Regions from separate parts of the Oryctolagus cuniculus genome. Here region 2 is linked to region 1. A link is a contact called in public Micro-C data. All regions are on one chromosome and are shown on one strand. Each heading gives the region's core, a stretch centred on a gene start, on an enhancer-like site or on the middle of the called end of the contact. The rest is flanking DNA. Distances are from core to core; before and after follow the strand shown. Region 1 holds the start of TBP (TATA-box binding protein). Region 2 holds the start of C5H6orf120 (chromosome 5 C6orf120 homolog).

What was found. A called contact is a pair of places that touch in the nucleus more often than the background predicts.
Region 2: a Micro-C map of ear pinna shows a contact between it and region 1, with 4 times the contacts expected there. The contact joins the promoter of C5H6orf120 here to the promoter of TBP in region 1. A contact is called at or near these places in 2 of 6 Hi-C or Micro-C datasets (ear pinna and an unstated tissue).

Annotation. Positions count from the first base shown.
Region 1 is chr5:55,211-60,650 of mOryCun1.1, forward strand. It overlaps TBP (TATA-box binding protein), which reads right to left and starts at 2,674. Exons shown (of 8, transcript XM_002723497.5): 1 at 2,464-2,674. It overlaps PSMB1 (proteasome 20S subunit beta 1), which reads left to right and starts at 4,267. Exons shown (of 6, transcript XM_002723498.5): 1 at 4,267-4,483. The coding sequence starts at 4,371.
Region 2 is chr5:647,388-652,889 of mOryCun1.1, forward strand. It overlaps C5H6orf120 (chromosome 5 C6orf120 homolog), which reads right to left and starts at 3,767. Exons shown (of 2, transcript XM_051828551.2): 1 at 3,621-3,767; 2 at 1-1,638. The coding sequence starts at 1,627. The coding sequence ends at 1,025. WDR27 (WD repeat domain 27) reads left to right here and starts at 3,741. Exons shown (of 25, transcript XM_070074559.1): 1 at 3,741-3,928. PHF10 (PHD finger protein 10) reads left to right here. Exons shown (of 13, transcript XR_011388909.1): 13 at 1-162.

The sequences.
Region 1 (5,440 bases), core at 1,424-3,923:
ACACGTTTAAACTGTCTGATAAAGCTCAAAATCAAGGAGTCATACCCAGAGTTAAAAGCTTTTGGAGGGGGCTGACGCTGTGATGCAGGTGCCGGCACCCCATATAGGCACCGGTTCAAATCTCAGCTGCTCTACTTCTGATCTAGCTCTCTGCTATGGCCTGGGAAAGCAGTAGCGTATGGCCCAAGGCTTTTGGCCCCTGCACCCACGTGGGAGACACAGAGGAAGCTCCTGGCTCCTGGCGGCCATTTGGGGAGTGAACCAGCAGATGGAAGATCTCTTTCTCTCTAATTCTTTCAAATAAATATAATAAATCTTAAATGAAAAAAAAAAAGCTTTTGGAGGAACACACCTAGATAATTCCCAAGGAAAATGTGCTATCAAGGCATAATATTTATGAGGCATGGTACACACAGCACAGTGCTAAGGCCAAGTTCAGGTGTATAAATATGCTGCTCAATTTTATAGCCTCTGTAATGTCTTGGACATAAAGCTCAATAAATACTGAGTTGTACCCAATATAGTTTGGCGTGAAAGAAGCTGTGCAGACACAATGATAAATAAGATATTTTTATAAATACAGCAATCTTACCTCTTTAGAATACATTAGCCACAAACTGTGCCTATATCTGGCTTTTCTCAATCATTTCTACCATCTCCTGAAACTACTTCCTGATGAAAGAACCAAGCGACTAGTGAAAAACTTTTCAGCACAGTTCACTCCAACGTGCTGGCTGTGAGAACTGACTGAGCACCATGGGGGTGGGCTGGCTGAGTTAAAATAAAACATCAAGTACAAACACAGAACAATGTTAGCTACCATTATTGGTTTTCATTCCAACATAGCGCTCATAGGTCTCAGGGGTCAAGTTGTTCAAAGACCCATGTGCACCTCAAGTTGTGCTGGTAGAGTAAGCACTCAGATGCATGCTGGATGAACGGAAGAATCATCACTCTGAGAGGGCAAAGGGCCCCAAAAGCTGTCTATCCTATATGCTCATCACTGAAAAACAGACACACACAAAAAGCTCAACTTCTGAAAAGAAATGTACCAAAGATGTAAGAAAACTGTACTTTCTTTAGACGTTGCTGTAGTAACAGAAGTGCTGTTGATGTACAGCCGAAGAGGACACTGTCGGCATCAAGTAGTTCCACGTGCAACTGCGTAACGACTGCTCTACTAGTAACAAAATCAGATACCCGCGAAGTTCATCTCAGAAACCAGCACGCACGCCTGTAACCTGTACCCAGCACCAGGTCTTGCCCATACAACAGCACTTCAAAGAACACACAGAGAATGGATCACAGATGTGTTTAGTCTGGTCCAAACGATTTTGAAATCTGTGTATAATTTTTCACGATACACGCTTTCCATGAACTTCTTGGAGAGCCCTTTAGTAGTGGCTCATGGGTGAACGAACGCACGTACGCCACAGAAGACGGGACTAACAGGCGAGTGCTCGCAGAGAGGGCCTGTTTTCACAAAGCAAGGACCGTGCAACCTGGGTCTGGCAAGGTGAGTAGGAAATCATGAATCAGCGGCTCTGGCAACAGAGAAATTAAACGAGAGACAAGGATGGAGAGAGCAGCGCGCAGCAGCAAGCAACTTGGGGTCACACGGGCAGCAGGCGCAGCACCAGCACCCCAGCTTGGCACGCGTGGGGATACATCGGGGCAGTGAAGCCGAGGGCCGCAAGCCCAGTTTCGGGGTCACTGTCACGGCTGCGGCAAGAGATGAGGGCAGGATCACAGCACCCAACTGCGACGAGGCTGTTCCAGACCCCTGTTCCGAGCGCTCCTCTCACTCCCGGCCACGCGCTCACCGTCTTCCCCTCCCTGCATACTGAAACTGCGTTAGGCGCCTTACTGCACTGACTCTCCCTTCAACAGAGGCTCGCGTGCAAGGTCTTCATCTTCCGGAAACCCAAGACCAGGCTGCGTGTCCCCTGAGGTCATCCAATGAACTCTGTCTACTCCCGCGTCCGCACACGCAGCCAGGCGGGATCCTCTCCCCGAGGGGCCTCCCTGGCCGTCTAAGGACAGAGGTGCGCGTCTGCCTCGGACGTCCACCGCGCCTAAAGCTCGGACTTCCACAAATCGTTAGCAAGTGTCACGCGCGACTGTAAAATAAAACCGACCCCTGCGGGTAGCGAAGCCAGCGGGCACCGGCCAGAGAGGATGGGCGGAGGGTGCCAGCCAGGCGGCGCAGGCTCCGGGTCTGCCCCACCCTCGTGCGGGGAGAAGCCGTTTTCCACCCACAGCACAGCCGCGCACCGGGATGGAGCGGCGGCCGAACGGCCGGTACAGGCCCGAGCGGCGGCGGCTCGAGCGAGAGGAACCTCGGTCCCCGCGGGGCCTGCGCGCCCATTCCGCGTCTCCGCCCGCCACCGCCCCTGGGCCTCGCTGCAGCGGCCGCCTCCGCCAGCGCCCTCGAAAAAGAGAGAGAGTTAAAGGGCCAGGTACCTGGGTGCCGGCAGAGATCATCAAGGGCCTGCGGAAGCGAAGTTAAGCCGCAGGCTGCTCAGGCCCCGCCACAGCAACCCTACCCGACCCCACCGAACTCCAGGCGCGCGCTGATAATGTCACTTCCGCCAGTTCTGTCCGCGGCGTCAGCAGGCTGCACGCGCTGAAGGCGCGGCCATGGTAAGTGTGGGCGCGGGATCCTTCCGGTTTCTCCTGGGCGCTGGGCTCAAGGGAAATGAGGGGCGGAGCTCGTCGGAGTTCCGGGGCGGGGCCTCCTCTCCATAGCCTTTTCTAATTGGTGCTTTCTGGAAGTAAGGAAAGTTAATAATTGAAAAAAGTTTTTTAAACCAACTAGAGGTGTAACCTTGGCAAGTTAACATTTGCCTCGGGGTCTTTTTATTTTAGGATGAGTTCTTTCTAGTCTAAACTTGTTTTCTCTTTGACATTTCTTTTTATTTTGAAAGGTAGACACAGACGCGGAGGAGTCCCCTCCTAGTGCCCAGAAAGCCCTGGCCAGGCCAGTGTCCCGCGTGGGTGGCGAGGACCCAGCCGCGGGAGTGACGCCCGGCGTCCCCGGGCGACGGCGTCGTAGAGCGGCCGCGGGGCCCAGGAAGTAACCGCGTGGGCGGTGCGCGCGTGCTCCTCGCCGCGGGTGTGGGCCGCTCCGCAGCACGCGGGGCACCGGGTTGCGGATTCGTCGGGGCTTTCATTCCGCTGGGGCCGTCTTAGCAGGCTTCGCACTGTCGCCACGCGGCCGTCGTGGTCTTCCCGGCCGCTTCCTTCTGTGGTCACTTGGACGCGACCACGGGGGCAGTTTGTGCTACCAGTGAGGTCCTGAGCTCCGGAATCCAGGACAGTGCCTGGCAGTGCGTTGACCTACGGAGACCAGAGCGAGTACAATACTGGACTTTGTCGAAGACAAAGGCCATCTCTGGCCTTGTTCTCCTTTGCAGCAAAGCACGGGAGAGTTTTACACAAGCCCTTTAAAAAGTCTTCTCTGGTTCCAGAATTGGATGTGACCAGAAGTTAGCCAAACTGGTTAGCCAATCGCTTGCTTGCTCGCATTTATAATGGAACAAATAAGAAAGTGCATAAAGACTTGCCCAATTAACAAACAGTTGTGTCAAGTGACTACTGCCGGCAGGACACCCTGCCACCCCTCGGTGTGAAGTCTGCGTCCTGCTCAGCGTCCTCCTGCGTGGAGGATCTGCTCCGCACCTGCCACTGCTTGCAGTTGGCTCCCTGTGACCCCACTCGGGTCCTCTGCTCATCCTGCCGAGGTGACATTCATTGCTTCCAGTTTGGGGCCACTGAGAGCCAGGCTATGGGAACGTCCCTGTGCGTGTCACTGGCGTGGGAGATGCCGCCGGGAAACCTGTCCGCGGATCCCAAGAAGTATGGGAACGTCCCTGTGCGTGTCACTGGCGTGGGAGATGCCGCCGGGAAACCTGTCCGCGGATCCCAAGAAGTATGGGAACGTCCCTGTGCGTGTCACTGGCGTGGGAGATGCCGCCGGGAAACCTGTCCGCGGATCCCAAGAAGTAAGCTTCTCTTGGAATCCCATCCCTTCCCCCCAGGACGCGGCTCCTCCATTTTCAAGTCGCTCCCCAAGGGCATTCAAGTGTTCGTGGCTCCACAGACTGCCCAGTGTTTTGGTACGGTCAGACTTGGAAGTGACTTCGAACGTTTCCTTAGGAAAATATACACCCGTCTTCACACTCCGTCAGCTTTCTCGGGGAACGTGGCAGCACACGCGTCCTGCGAACCGATCTCCAGGACCAACGACGAGTGTAAGCTAGAGTGGCCCGGAGGGCGCTGCGGGAGGCCGGAAGTGGCGTCACTTCCGGTTTGGACCGCCATCTTGTCGTGAGACAGCAGGAGCCCGGAGGAGCTGCGGCCGCGCGGAGATGTTGAGCTCTCCAGCCATGTACTCGGGTCCCGGCCGAGACCTGGGGATGGACGTGCACAGTGTCGCGGGCCCGGTGCAGCGGCGCTTTTCGCCTTACGCCTTCAACGGAGGGTAAAAGCCCCGGCGAGCCGCCGCGGTCACGCTTCGGCCTTCTCATCTGTGCTCGGGCTTCTTGTCTGGGGTCGCGGCGGGAAAGGCGAGGCCGGCTTCGGTCGTCTGTCGGGGTCGCGCGGTGTGGAGACAACCGTGGGTGCTCGCGTCTCGGCGGAGCTTGGCGAGTGGACGGCAGTCTCCCTCCGCTCTGAGGAGAGCCATTGAGAAGGGACCTTGCGTTTTCGGAGGCACTGACCGGTGTGTCGGGCCAGCAGGCGCGGGAGGAGGATGAGCGTCCGTGCTCTTGGTTGCGCGGTCGTGTGTGTCTGAAACGGAAGCAAGCGGCCCGGTCTTCTCCGTTGCTGCAAATGGCAGGGGGGTTGGCCGGTTTCATTGTGCGTTCCTTTGCTTTTTAGTGCTTAATATGCAGAAAAGGGCCTTTAAATATGTTTTTTGCGTATTATTTTCATTTTGTTACAAATTGCTAGCTGTAGTTTAACTTTTTTCTTGCTAGTGCATTAAAGAATTGTGAAGAGGTCGACTTAATACACCTGCCAGTGTTGTAAATTGATGCAGTGGCTGTACCCGTGAGCTTTGTACTTTACAACGTGCACACCCAGTTCCCTCAAACAGGTGGTTCTGTAAGAAAACCGGAAAGCGTTAATCGAGGCCTTACGAATTGAAATGTTAGTGAAGCCTCTGGAGTGTGTTCGAGTGGGGGCTGCCTTTAGCCTCGCTTGTGCCAGTGCAGGGCAGTGTGGGCTTTGGGGAGGGGAAGTCTCAGCGGCGTGAATTTCCTTGTGTATTCCATAGTTTTGGGGGGAGAATCAAGAGAGACACACTTGGTAAATTGCAGGCAGTTACCCTCGGTAGGTGGATGTCTTTAAAGTTAGCCGTCTTGGTCACGGAGCGAGGACAGGGGGTTTGTCCACTGCACCTGTCAGCACTTCCTGTGATGACTGGTAGAGAAGTTAC
Region 2 (5,502 bases), core at 2,517-5,016, 590 kb after region 1:
AGCGAGCCCCCCCAACACCCAGGAAAGTGGGCAGAAGGGGTAAAAACAGCAAAGAGGGATAAAATAGTTTTTTTGTCACACTGTATATCCATTTAAGTGGAATATTTGGTGCCAGTTTATTTACATTTTCATTTTTATGCCAATAAAAGTTTTTGAAATTAACTGTGAGCTTGAAATCTGCAAGCTGATTTACTTTATTATAAGTTGCTCTTACTCTTGAAAGTAATTCCAGGTAGAAAAATAATTCATCTTCCAAAAGATTTATCTCAGTACTTTGGCTCTCTCGAGAAACTAAGTTGCAAAATAGAGCAATTTAATTTAGACTACTTAACTATTTCTCCATTAGCTTGAGAAACATTTATTTTCATGAAGTTTTCCTAATCTTGTATTGTTTCTGGCCTACCATAGGTAGAGTCATTTCATAACTGAAGAACTTTAATAGCCCAAGATGATAAAATGACAAATGGCCTACACTAAGTTGATGTGGCTGGGTACTGAAGTTAACTGGTGCAGCCTGCCTGCCAGGAAATCATGTTGGACATACTGTTTTAGTGCTACTCGGGCCACAGGCTTGGAGCATTCGTCTTCATTCAGGGAAGTGTAAATAAAGCATTATCTTTCTGACTTTGATTTTAGTAATGCTCAGAAACCTACACAGTAAACTTCATTTAGAACCTGTGGAGTAAAATTCTAGTTAATCAGCTTTCCAGTCTAAATCTGTGTAGCTGCATGGAATTTCGCACTACTTTATATAAACCCTAAGTTACTGGAGTTCTCTCTGTTTAATCACTCGACAAACTAATCAAAATGGAGTTTATTGAGTGTATTCCTTTTATAGGAATTCTGGTGTTTTAAACAAATGATTGTGCTCGCTGCTTTCCTTGTTTTCGGGTAACTGAGGTAACAGAACTCTGTATGGCTTTAGTTTTTCCATCCCTTCACTGGAAAAGGTAACCAGGCTTTCGACCGGATGAAAGTAATAGGTTCACAACAAAGTGCAGCCAACCGCACGGTTACGAGTGAGTCAGAAAAGGATCTCCAGTACCAGCTTCAGGATGCTGATTACTATCGTCCAGAGGACGGACTCCTCCTCCTGGGGCGTGTCTTCGGGAGCATAGGGGGGCTTCTGGCCGGGCTCGGCCCCGTCCGAGTAGGCGGCCTCACCGAACGGGTACTGCTCCACGGTCCTGTCGTAATACACTTTCATCTCAAACTCGCTCTCGTGGTGGGACGGGTGTCCGTAGATGCCTATTCCCACGGGCCGCTGGAAATGGGCCGGTATCCAAACAGTGTCCTGGCCGCAGGTGACCGACTGCAGCTCGTAGTCGTCGAAACTCGGGTGGAGGGTGCTGTCGGAGACGTACAGGTCTGCGTCCCCTCTGAAGCTCCGCATCCTGAGAATGACCTTCCCCTCGTGGTTCAGCCTCAAGTAGCTGTAATTCCCGGCGCCCACCTGGCCCTGGACGACATGCAGCAGCACCCACTCTTCGGGGATCGCCTCCTCCTCCGAGCAGCCCACGGAGGCCAGGGCTTGGGCGGCCAGCAGCATCAGGAGCGCGCTCCTCCAGGGAGCGGCCCTCCGGGGAGCGGCCATCACGGGCGGCGCCCAGCTTGGGGATGTCCTCATGGGGGCACGTCCTGCCGGCGAGACCAAGAGTCACCCTCGGCCCCTCGGGGGCACCGAGGCCGAGGGAAGCCGCCAGCGTCCGCGTCAAGCTGGCCAACAGCATCCAGGCTCCCCACGAGGCCGGGGGAGGTGGGGGGCCCGCTCGCCCAAAGACGGGCGCGGGGCGGCTCTGGGGCAGTGACCAGGTTAGTCACCTCGCCCCAAGGCGCTGCAGGGCAGCGCGGGGCGGGCTCTGGGTAACAATCCTGGAGGTGCAGGGCAGCGTGGGGCGGGCTCTGGGTAACAATCCTGGAGGTGCGGGGCCCGCGCAGGGCAGTGTGGGGTGGGCTCTGGGTAATAATCCGGGAGGTGTGAGGCCCACACAGGGCAGCGTGGGGCGGGCTCTGAGTAATAATCGGGAGGTGTGGGGCCCGCGCAGGGCAGTGTGGGGCGGGTTCTGGGGTAATAATCCGGGAGGTGTGGGGCCCGCGCAGGGCAGTGTGGGGTGGGCTCTGGGTAATAATCCTGGAGATGTGGGCCCGCACAGGGCAGCGTGGGGCGGGCTCTGGGTAATAATCCGGGAGGTGTGAGGCCCGCGCAGGGCAGCGTGGGGCGGGCTCTGGGTAATAATCCGGGAGGTGTGGGGCCCACACAGGGCAGTGTGGGGCGGGCTCTGGGTAATAATCCTGGAGATGCGGGGCCCGCGCAGGGCAGCGTGGGGCGGGCTCTGAGTAATAATCCGGGAAGTGTGGGGCCTGCGCAGGGCAGCGTGGGGCGGGCTCTGAGTAATAATCCTGGAGATGCGGGGCCCGCACAGGGCAGCGTGGGGCGGGCTCTGAGTAATAATCCGGGAAGTGTGGGGCCCACACAGGGCAGCATGGGGCGGGCTCTGGGTAATAATCCGGGAGGTGTGGGGCCCACACAGGGCAGCATGGGGCGGGCTCTGGGTAATAATCCTGGAGATGCGGGGCCCGCGCAGGGCAGCGTGGGGCGGGCTCTGGGTAATAATCGGGAGGTGTGGGGCCCACACAGGGCAGCGTGGGGCGGGCTCTGGGTAATAATCGGGAGGTGTGGGGCCCGCGCAGGGCAGTGTGGGGCGGGCTCTGGGTAATAATCGGGAGGTGTGGGGCCCGCGCAGGGCAGTGTGGGGCGGGCTCTGAGTAATAATCGGGAGGTGTGGGGCCCGCGCAGGGCAGTGTGGGGCGGGCTCTGGGTAATAATCCGGGAGGTGTGGGGCCCGCGCAGGGCAGTGTGGGGCGGGCTCTGGGTAATAATCCGGGAGGTGTGGGGCCCACACAGGGCAGCATGGGGCGGGCTCTGGGTAATAATCCTGGAGATGCGGGGCCCGCGCAGGGCAGCGTGGGGCGGGCTCTGGGTAATAATCGGGAGGTGTGGGGCCCACACAGGGCAGCGTGGGGCGGGCTCTGGGTAATAATCGGGAGGTGTGGGGCCCGCGCAGGGCAGTGTGGGGCGGGCTCTGGGTAATAATCGGGAGGTGTGGGGCCCGCGCAGGGCAGTGTGGGGCGGGCTCTGAGTAATAATCGGGAGGTGTGGGGCCCGCGCAGGGCAGTGTGGGGCGGGCTCTGGGTAATAATCCGGGAGGTGTGGGGCCCGCGCAGGGCAGCGTGGGGCGGGCTCTGGGTAATAATCCTGGAGATGCGGGGCCCGCGCAGGGCAGTGTGGGGCGGGCTCTGGGTAATAATCGGGAGGTGTGAGGCCCGCGCAGGGCAGCGCGGGGCGGGCTCTGGGTAACAATCCTGGAGATGCGGGGCCCGCGCAGGGCAGTGTGGGGCGGGCTCTGGGGTAATAATCCGGGAGGTGTGGGGCCCGCGCAGGGCAGCGTGGGGCGGGCTCTGGGTAATAATCCGGGAGGTGTGAGGCCGCCCCGCCCCGCCGCGCCCCGTCCCCAGACGGGCAGAGGGGAAGAGAGAGGCCAGAGGGGTGGGAGAAGTCGGCCGGCCCCACACGCGGGGTACCCCCCGGCCAGGCAGGCTCCCGTGCACCCCCAACTCACCGCCGCTCCCCGCGGGCCGCCGCTCCGGCCCCGCCACATCCGGACCGCGGCCCCGCCGCACCCGAGGAGGCGGGACACAGGCCGCGCCGGATGTGGAGCTCCCGGAAGTGAGGTGTAAGACGCGCCGCGCACTCTGCTCTCGCGAGAATGGCTGGGGCGCGCGTGGGCTCGCAACCATAGCGACGCGTCGGGGGCGGAGCGCAGGGAGCGGCAGGCGGGGCCTCGGGAGATGCGCCTGGCAAGGAGCGCCCTCTGCGAGCCCTGCGGTGGGCCGGGCGGGCCGCTTCGTCCCTGCGGCGAAGGCCGAGGTGTGTGGAGTGCGTGGGCGCCGCGCGGAGGAGGAGCCGCGCCGAGCCGGGGTTCGCGGCCGTCGGTGTCCGCGGGTCGCGGTGCGGGAGGTCGCGGCGCTCACAGGCCTCCGTGCTGGGCCTCTCGCGGACACTCAGTGGCTTGCGAACTGAGCGTCTGCAGTCTCCGCTCGTTCCTGGAAAAGGGCGCAGTTTTTGCTCTAAGTTTTCAGAAATTTAATAATTTTGGCGGAAGGCTGAGGCTGTGGAAAAACTGGGCATGATCTGGTTGTGTTCCCTCGCCGCCGTCACCAGCGTCACTAGCAGTTGTGTCCTCAGTCAGCGTCCAGCCGGCACTGGTGCAGTTGTGTCCTCAGTCAGCGTCCAGCCGGCACTGGTGCAGTTGTGTCCTCAGTCAGCGTCCAGCCGGCACTAGTGCAGTTGTGTCCTCAGTCAGCGTCCAGCCGGCACTGGTGCAGTTGTGTCCTCAGTCAGCGTCCAGCCGGCACTAGTGCAGTTGTGTCCTCAGTCAGCGTCCAGCCGGCACTGGTGCAGTTGTGTCCTCAGTCAGCGTCCAGCCGGCACTGGTGCAGTTGTGTCCTCAGTCAGCGTCCAGCCGGCACTGGTGCAGTTGTGTCCTCAGTCAGCGTCCAGCCGGCACTGGTGCAGTTGTGTCCTCAGTCAGCGTCCAGCCGGCACTGGTGCAGTTGTGTCCTCAGTCAGCGTCCAGCCGGCACTAGTGCAGTTGTGTCCTCAGTCAGCGTCCAGCCGGCACTGGTGCAGTTGTGTCCTCAGTCAGCGTCCAGCCGGCACTGGTGCAGTTGTGTCCTCAGTCAGCGTCCAGCCGGCACTAGTGCAGTTGTGTCCTCAGTCAGCGTCCAGCCGGCACTGGTGCAGTTGTGTCCTCAGTCAGCGTCCAGCCGGCACTGGTGCAGTTGTGTCCTCAGTCAGCGTCCAGCCGGCACTGGTGCAGTTGTGTCCTCAGTCAGCGTCCAGCCGGCACTGGTGCAGTTGTGTCCTCAGTCAGCGTCCAGCCGGCACTGGTGCAGTTGTGTCCTCAGTCAGCGTCCAGCCGGCACTGGTGCAGTTGTGTCCTCAGTCAGCGTCCAGCCGGCACTAGTGCAGTTGTGTCCTCAGTCAGCGTCCAGCCGGCACTGGTGCAGTTGTGTCCTCAGTCAGCGTCCAGCCGGCACTGGTGCAGTTGTGTCCAGAGTCGCCAGCATCGGAGCCGCTCTCCTGCGTCGTCTTCCTCGCAGTGGAGGAACGCATCTGTGGTACCGCTTGGCACACGCTGTCCGACTGCCTTTCTTTCTTTCTTTTTTTGACAGGCAGAGTGGACAGTGAGAGAGAGACAGAGAGAAAGGTCTTCCTTTGCTGTTGGTTCACCCTCCAATGGCCGCTGCGGCCGGCGCACCGCGCTGATCCGATGGCAGGAGCCAGGAGCCAGGTTCTTCTCATGGTCTCCCATGGGGTGCAGGGCCCAAGCACCTGGGCCATCCTCCACTGCACTCCCTGGCCACAGCAGAGAGCTGGCCTGAAAGAGGGGCAACCGGGACAGAATCCGGCGCCCCGACCGGGACTAGAACCCGGTGTGC